Linked DNA regions of Sus scrofa: region 2 is linked to region 1. A link is a contact called in public HiChIP or PLAC-seq data. All regions are on one chromosome and are shown on one strand. The core of a region is the stretch at or near the end of the contact, and the rest is flanking DNA. Distances in the headings are between cores, read along the strand shown.

What was found. HiChIP or PLAC-seq counts read pairs in DNA pulled down with a chosen protein or histone mark.
Region 2: an H3K27ac HiChIP or PLAC-seq map of skeletal muscle shows a contact between it and region 1. The contact joins two enhancer-like sites. A contact is called at or near these places in 2 of 47 Hi-C or Micro-C datasets (epiblast stem cells and skeletal muscle) and 1 of 2 datasets of contacts at active chromatin or transcription factors (skeletal muscle).

Annotation. Positions count from the first base shown.
Region 1 is chr13:94,751,796-94,756,429 of Sscrofa11.1, reverse strand. No RefSeq gene overlaps it. Among named protein-coding and RNA genes, the nearest start is that of MME, 260 kb to the left of the region's middle. Within about 2 kb of position 2,434, at least 6 of the 83 cell types and tissues checked have an H3K27ac peak or open chromatin away from gene starts, as enhancers often do. A contact at or near this core is called in skeletal muscle, where this site is marked.
Region 2 is chr13:94,935,085-94,939,718 of Sscrofa11.1, reverse strand. No RefSeq gene overlaps it. Among named protein-coding and RNA genes, the nearest start is that of MME, 81 kb to the left of the region's middle. Within about 2 kb of position 2,523, at least 5 of the 83 cell types and tissues checked have an H3K27ac peak or open chromatin away from gene starts, as enhancers often do. A contact at or near this core is called in skeletal muscle, where this site is marked.

The DNA of each region.
Region 1 (4,634 bases), core at 1,185-3,684:
TATGACCCGGGAAATGCAGAGCTCATAAAAATTGAAATACTCTCTTGAGAAAAAGCCAGCTCACTCTTCGACTTTCCCTTGGTCCATATTCCTTCACAATTTTCCATTCTCTGAGATAATATGTCTTAGATCAGCAACACCTCTCTGCTTCCTGCTCCAACCCCATTTATTCATATTACTCAAGGAATTGTACTCAATGTAAACCTTAATTCTAAACATCTTTTTTTTTCCCATGATATTGAACATTTAAATTCATTTCTTCATTGGCGACCCTTATTTGCTATTTATTTTTCTGGCGAATTATATTCTTCTGCCAAGTAACCTAATGTAAGGACCTTGGAGCCATTTCCAAAGCCTCTTCTGCCTCATTCTTTGCACCCCACACATTACACATTTCTTCTGCCCTCTCATTGGGATGTACTCCAGTCTTATGACTTCACAGATGAGTTCTGCCTTAATCTGCTAATGAATCTTCCTACCTGCAGCCACTCTCCCCTCCAGTCTGTCCTCTGGAAGCTACCAGAATTATGTTTGCAGAATGCAAATCACATTACAATTTTTTAAACTTAAAATTGTCTACAGTTCCACAAAGAACACACCCACATTCTCAAGCTAAGGGTGGGGGGCATCCAAAGAAATTCACGGATGGCCTTCACAGAGGTTTGCGAACCCTCTGAAATTATACTCAAAAAGTTGTTTTGTGAGCATTAAGTATGTTTTTCATAAGAAGAGTGTCAATAGATTTCAACAGATTCTCAAAAGAGTCTGTTCTGTGACATGGCCTCCACCCTCCCCACAAAAAAAAAAAAAAAAAAAAAAAAAAAAAACAACCTCTGAATCTAATCAATGTGATAAGGAAGGCCCTTCACAATCCAGTCATCCAGTCAAGGGTAGCAACATAGAGCAGTGAGAGGTAGAGTAGTAAGGGAAGCTGTGGCTATCAGAAAATTTTAGAGTTAAACAGTCCTAGGTTTCAATTCTGATTGGTCTTGGAAATGTATCCTCTCTGAGATTTATTTGGCCTCTCTGGTAAAGGGAAAAATATTCCTTTTCTTGCAGGACTGTTTTAAATATTAAAGTTATTAACAGTGTAAAGAGAAATAATAGATATAGTAGATTCTTCACTATAATATATTTTTGAACATCCAGAGATGGTATTTTGTGAAAATAGTAACCTCACCCTAGTGGTAAATCCTTCCCTTATCACTTGGAGTTATTTTTGTTTCAAGTTATTAGAAGTGCATATTCAATTGGATAAATCATTCAAGGGAATATATTAGTTCACTTAGCTCTGAAAGTTCAGAGGTAGAGTATGTTTTGGGTGTATTTGCTACAGGACTCTACCTACAATTTTCCACCATGCTCTAGCTCTGTTCTTCTCTGTGCATAAGCTTCTCCCTCAGGCTGGTTTTCCTCATGATAACAAAGTGACTGCAAGAGGTCCAGCTCTCACAACTATACCTCTCACCATCTAGAATAAGTGACAGCATTTATCTGAGATTCCTTCTCTTGCCCACCCCTGAGCCAACCTCTGTAGCCAAGGTTTCAACTTTAGTCTTAAGTATCTCTTGAGCCAGCTGCATCCCTAGAGGGAATTCAGGGTTAGAGTGAAGGGCAATATTTAAGATACTTAATAATTCAGGTGACACAAGCAACAACTAATCTGGATATAAATTAGCCCAAAGAGAATAGATCCAGATTGGAAATAACCAGTATGCCAGGAGCTGAGTCTCGGCCCTGCCTGGGGGCAGGATGAAGGCAGGACTAGTTCGCTGAGGTGGCAGCTCTTAGGGATCCACTGTGCAAGAGTGAGCTAATCCTCACCATTCCTCAGATCATCCTTTGTAGCCAGAAAATTGGCTTGCGCTATCTACTAATGAGTTTCACCTTGAAAACAAAGTATGTACAAAGGGAGAAGAAAAGGCAGTTCTTTGGTTTCCTGCTCCCCATAAAAGAATAAATCACTGGGGGCGGGGGGGAATACTGTTTCTGACTCTAAAATATTTCTAAAAAATTCTACTTCAAAACTTTAGGTTAGTAATTTATATCCCTCACATACACAGAAACACTTAGATGTTAAATTATTTCAAGCCATTTCAAAACTTTAGCAATCCTGAATCAATTTTTATCCTGTAACAGGAAGTGCAATTACCAAAAAAAAAACCCTCTGTTTGCTGTTTAGTTTTGCTTCATATTAAATTATTCACATATCACTTCTCAAACCCAACCCAGAAATCCAAACCCAATCCATCATAAAACAAAGTCTCACATTATGAAGAAACATAACCGGGAGACTGTTTCTCCTTTGCTTCTAAGTTATGCTTTCCTCAGCTAAAGGTCTGGAAGCTTTCCAGATGCCAGCAGGGTGAGGGAGTTGTAACAGGGGCTTGGCATGTGAACCTCATCACAGATTCTTCAAGGAGGGGGGCATCAAAGCAGTAATGCCCAATAATGTGCCTGTGCTGGAATGTGGGGGAGGAGTGGCAGCTGTGCTTTAATCATATGTAGCATTTTCTTTTGAAAAATCAAATCAGAAAGAGAATATGTGTTCACATTAGTTGGGCTGTAAACTCTTGGTCACTTCAAAATACAGAGAGGCAGTAACTTCTCCCAGAGGTGAGGGTAAATCTGTTACTGTTGCACTTATCTGGAATGCAGTTTTCCAGGAGTCCCATAAAGAAGAACTCATTTTAGAATTTTATATTAAATATATTAGGGGCACCTGACATTGTCTCATTTTACTCATTCATTCATTCACTCACTCATTTATCCCCATTCAAGAAGTACTGAGCACCCATGGAGGTCAGGCAGTGTTCTAACTCCTGAGACTACAGAATACAACCAAATAGATTAAAGCCTGTGCCCTCTTGGGGCCTGTATCCCAGGGCAACATAAACAAATACGTTTTAAAAATCTCAAACAAATAAACACAAAATGTAGCAGGTGGTAATAAACCAGATGAAAAAACGTCAGCAGAGTCAAAGGCCAGAGAGAGGCATGGGGTGACAAGGTGATCTGTGCAGGAGATCCAGGAAGACCTCACACTTATGTTGAACCCCGTATGAAACATGAGAATAAGCCCTGAGATGGCTGGCTGGAGTGTCCCTGACACAGGAACAGATGGCATGCTCAGTCCTCTCCAAGAAGCCTCCCAATGACCCTGTGACGGGGCTGGGACAGATCATTTAATCTCTAATTGAAACAGGAGGAAACTGGGACTCAGAACTACATAGCCGACCCAGGAATAAAGCTTATCCCTTCAAACTCCCAGCCCTTTCTTCTAGAAGGAACAAGTGCTAAATAAGTGCTTTTTGAGATTTCAGACTTGCTTTTTTGATTGAGATGCTTTCTTCACAAGAAATTGTATGTGGAAGCTTAATGTGTGAACAAATAAAAATGGAGCCTTTTCTGGAAGAAATGAGCAGAAGGTTTTGCCTATGTCTCATCCCCAGACCTTGCCCCCCGACCCAGGGCCTTTCCTCTGAGGAAATTCTGAAGCTCTCTCTTAACCTCTGTGCCTTGGAAGAGCAGGGAGTGAGGAGAGGAGGTTGTGAAGTGTACAAGAGGAAAAGAAAAAACAAAGAAACAGGGAAGACTATGACAAGATCAGTCATCCCTACTTGCTCAGCATCCCACAGAAGCAGCTTCTTATTTCTTTCAAGATCCAATTCAAAGTTCCCTCATTTTTGAGAGGAGAGGGAATTGAATAGCTATTGCTCCACAGCAAATTACCTCCCCCCCAAAAAAAACTTAGTGGTTTAAGAGAAGAGGTATTTATTAGCTCTTGGCCTCTGTGAGTCGGGGATCTGGGTGCAGCTCAGATGGATCTCTGACTCAGGGCCTCCCTGAGGCTCTGATCAAGGTGTTGCAGTCATCTCCACTCAGCTGGAGGAGGATCTGATTGTAAGCTCACTCATATGGTTGTGCCAAGATGATGTTTTTTATGGATTGTTGAAATGAAGGTCTCAGGTTCTTGCTGCCTGCTGGCTGGGGACTCTCATAGTCTTGCTGTCTGGGGCAAGGTCACTCCATAAGGCAGCTGGTTTTTCTCAAAGTGAGAGAGAAGTTAGAGCCTTTGTGTAATGTAATCTTGGAAGGGCCATCCCACAACTTTTGCTTATTGTATTCATTAGAAGGAAATCCCTGGGTCCAATCCACACTTAAGAAGTAGGGATTACACAAAGCCATGGATGCCAGGAGGTAGGGATCACTGGGGGACGTTTTGCCTAACACAGGGTGGAAAACATAAAAGTAGAAGCTAAATAAATTCATGTGATCCTCAACATGCTTAATCTATGCAATATACTTGTAGTCTTTTTAGTACCATCATCTTCCTTTTGTGGCACGTGGAAGCTCCCAGGCCAGGGATCCAACCCGTGCCACAGCAATAACAATGCTGAACTCTTTTAAAAGAAATAGAAAGATATTCCATACTCCTGGGTTGGAAGAATTAATACTGCAAAAATGGCTATACTACCCAAAGCAATCTACAGATTCAATGCAATCCCTATCAAATTACCCATGACATTTTTCACAGAACTAGAATGAACAATCCAAACATTTATATGCAACAACAAAAGACCCAGAATTGCCAAAGCAATCCTGAGGAACAAAAACCCAAGCAGGAGGCAAAA
Region 2 (4,634 bases), core at 1,274-3,773, 180 kb before region 1:
CCCAGTGCCAGATCCCTGCACGTGAGGGTTTTATGTGTGGCTCAGAACTCTCACTCCTGTAGGTGAGTCTCTGTGAACCAGTTAGTTTTCAGTCTGTGGAGCTTCCCACCCAGGAGGTATGGGGTTGTTTATATCGTGAAATCGCCCCTCCTACCTCTTGATGTGGCCTCCTCTTTTTCTTCTGGGGTAGGGTATCTTTTTTAAGATTTCTGGTCCATTTGGGTGGAGATTTCTCAGCCTTTAGTTGTTAATTTTGTTGTTTTTAGGAGAGAAGTTGAGCTCCAGTCCTTCTATTCCAGGGAACTTTGGTATTTAATCAGCAGCAGACTTTGTTCTCTTTGGGTAACTTGGGGAACATTATCATATGCCTTGGGAAGATAATGACATTCTCTCTTTTTTAAAAAAGCACAAACAAAACTACAATATAGCTTTGTTTCTTGGCATTCCAACAATGAGAACTCTCAATCAACTGATAGATGCACTTACCAATAGCACAATGATAGTGGAGACAGTTAATAGCAATTTTAGAGCTTTGAGAGATATTGCAGGGATGTTAGAATCAGGGAAAGTGCAAGTACTTCAAGGTGGGTTTCATTTTGCCACATATTCATCTGGAAAATGCTTATTAGTTCTTGGATTAACTGGCATATCTAGGTTCCAGATAATGCTATAGAGCAAAGAGTTTGCAGCACTTTGCAGTTGTTTTGAAAGGAGATAAAGGAGAATCATGTCAGGATAGGAGAAGCTCAGAATGTGGTGAGATTGTTTCTCCTGGCTGAAGAGAGAAAGGACATTGAACTCATAAATTAGCAACAATTACGCCTTTGTACTATGTCACTAGATTTCATTAGATGTGTATCTTTGTTACTTCCTCACAGGCTCATTCCTCACTGCTGGCAAATTTATTAGACATATTATCCAGTGTTATAAAGGAAAGTACTTTTTTTTCCCATTGCTATGTTTAAGAGATGAAAATTCCCTTTTTTTCACCTTGAGCTACTAGGAGCAAATCCAATTCAGCAACATAAGTTACTCCAAAGGGAGATTTGTGCACAGTTCAGAACAGAGGAACAAGAATCAAGATGAGGATACACTGCACTTTTTGATTCAAAATAAACTTTTTCAGTTGTCTTCTCTAAAATACAACATGACTATAGCCTTCATGACACTTTATTTCATAGTCTATCAAAATTTCTATATTTTCACCTCAACTCTACAAGATTAAGTCAACTTTAAGTTTAGAATTGTAAGGAAAATTGAATTAAATATAGCATGTATTCTGTTTACATATCCTGGAGGCTTATCTATTTATTTATTTTTAATAGCTGCATGCCCAGCATTTGGAAGTTTCCATGCCAGGGATTGAATCTAAGCCACAGCTATGACCTACACTGCAGCTGTGGCAACAGTGGATCCTTAACCCACTTCGCCCCACTGGAGATCGAACCATGCCTCTGAAGCAACCCGAGCTGCTGCAGTCAGATTCTTAACCCATTGCATCACAGCAAGAACTCACAAGGAGCTTTGTTTTTAAGACTGGCTATAGATAGGAAGGATATATTCACTGGATAGCTGGGATGGGCCCTGGGACAACAGAACTTGCACCAAACATAAAGCCAAGACAGCCTGGCCTTTCGAGGGAGTGGCTAACTTACCTATGATTGGAGACTCACTCTGCTCTGGGGGTTTCCACTGGGCATTTAGAGTCCAATAGAAATGCTTTCAGTACTTGGTTGGTACTCTTTTGGACAATCCTTCTATGGGTGCATGGAATGATCATGGGAGGTAACATGGGAGTGTAGCTCCCCTGTCACTGAGCATGAGTAGGGGATGACACTAGGACTCAAGGTCAGAATAATTTAAGAATAAAATCCAAAGCAGAGGATAAGGTCTAGGGACTGATCAAGATAGGTGTTGAGGAATGCTATAACTCAGGGGCCACATGGATACCAAAGCTTAGCTCTATCAGTCTTTGTCTGATTTAAGGAAACACGAGGAGCAAAGCAGGAGCCTGAAAAGTTTCTAGATTGCTGTCCTAACAAAACATAAAGATTTGTAAGAGTGAAGAAAATAATCCCCTTTCTAAGTTTTATTAGTGCATTTACTGCTACAGTTTACTTTTGTAGAGAGATACCACCATATATTAAGGACCTATCATGTCCCAGAAACTTTAAGTAGCGTGGTTTCTGTATATCCCATGTGCATCACTTCCATTTTATAGAAGATTCACAGAAGTTAAATGAGTTGCCTAAGGTGACACATTAAATTTCAGAGCCATGGCAAATAGCTGTGATTTTTCTACCATGCCATATGAACTCTTTTATTTGCTAGTTTTTGCTGGTCTGATTTTTTTTCATGCACCCAGGGTGCCTATTAGTCTAGTTCATTTAATTTGTAAGTTACTCTTCTACTGTTTAGATAATCTATGGATCACAATGACAACTAGGATGTCCTTGAGGCAGAAGTGTCCTCTTGTGTGTTCAGTCTCATGGAAACCAGTATCCAATCCACATGGCTGAGACCCAGGGGTTGACTCTGCCACACTTCAGAGCAGTTGACAAATTGCTCACAGCTGTCTGGGGTTAAGAACTCATCTCTGAGAATTGACACTTTCTCATTCTCTTTTTAAAGAGACAAGTGTGCCTCCTTTTCTTCTACACTTCTAGTGATCCCTCTACTTTGAAAATGGCCCCTGAACTTGCTGTTTTCTTTTGCTAATATCTCTACTCTTGCATTCTTTTCAGACTTAACTTTCATTTTCAGCTGTGACAGAATATCTCCTCATTTCATCTAAGCCTTTTCAGATGACACAAAGAAGAGATAGCCTTACATCTCTGTTGAAACAAGACACTCAACCACTGAGAAATCCTTCTCTTTTACTGCATTTAATTGGAGGGTAGCTATGCTCGCTACTATACCACCAATGCTCATTGCATTTAATTGGAATGGGTGGCCTATTAGCATTGATAGTGGAAGAAAATGACCTCTGTATTCAACCTGAAAATGTACTGTGAACTGCTTGATGTAGAAGACTTCTAATGATTGAGATTAACTGATGTCAGTGGTTTTCAGAGTATTGATATCAGGAATCCAAAAGAAAGCAAACTTACATATGGAAAAATATTTAGTAAATAAATAAAAGAAGAATTTTGAAGGTTGTTTACTCTAATGAACAAATATATAAGAACTTAATTTTTATTCTCACCCAAGTGTTTGCACCAACCTTGGCATGCCACTGATGTAAATATTACTAAATAAGTATTTAAAAACTTACTAACTAAAAATTCCTTTGGTGATATTATTTTTTTAATTCCTCAAAACTGCTGCTGCCACAGAGGCCTTAAGTACTTTTTTCTAGAGTTGGCTATTATAAAGTATGTAGTTTTTACTTTCCTCACATTGCATACAGGACACTAAACTACAAGAATTTATCATTTATTTTGCCTACAAATGAGTACTATTTAAGGAACTAATGGTAGAGAAACCACATGACAATAATCAAACTACTCCATGTTAACCTTAAATTTCCAAAATATTCAACAGTTTGTTCTAAATAAGTGCTAAAAAATAAATACATTGTTTGGACCACATTAAGTATTTCCACATTTTTTTTCCCCCTCTAACAAGCTTTTAAGACGCCAAGGATTTGTACAGAAAGAAAGTTTAAGACACTTACTGTGCTAGTATAGTATAGTTCCAGGCAAAATAACCTAACTTGCAACTGTGAAGAGGCCACACCAGCACTGTACAATGAAAATATAATGTCAAGCACTAAGGAGAGCTAAAATTTTCTAGTAGTTCCCTTAAAAAAAGGGAAAAGCAACATGTGAAATTAATTTTAATATTTTATTAATTGAGTGTGTCAAAAACTTTATCATTCAAATGCAATCAATGATTTTAAAATTATTAATATCTTATATTTGCACTACATTTTTAAAGTTTGATGAATATTCTACAATTATGGTACCTCTTAATATGGATTGGTCATATTTCAAGTATTAAATACCCACATATTGTTAGTGGCTACTATATTGGACAACCTAGGGTTATGCTAAGGGTAGAGGTAGTCTGTTAAAAGGAAGTGAAGAGAGTTCCCTTTGTGGCTCAGTGGTAATGAACCCAACTAGTATCCACGAGAATGTGGGTTCAACCCCTGGCCTTGTTCAGTAAATTAAGGATCTGGTGTTGCTGTGAGCTGCGGCAGAAATCATAGATGTGGCTCAGATCCAACATTGCTATGGCTGTGGCAAAGGCCAGCAGCTTCAGCTGCTATTCGACCCCTAGCCTTGGAACTTCCATATGCTGCAGATGTGACTCTAAAAAAAAAAAAAAAAAAAAAGTCATAAAAGGAAGTGAAGAACAGGGAGGATGTGGCCAAGATGGCAGATTATTAAGACCCTGAGCTCTCTTCCTGCCACGGACACACCAAAATTACAACTATTTACAGAGCAACTATCTATGAAAATGGCCTGAAGACTAGGAGAAAGATTTTTCACAACTAAAGATATAAAGAAGGAACCACAGTAAGACGGGTAGGAAGGGTGAAGATGTGGTATAGCCAAGACCTATACTCTCTGGTAGGCAACCCACAAATAGGAGGGTAATCACTAATGCAGAGGTTCTTCACAAGAGTC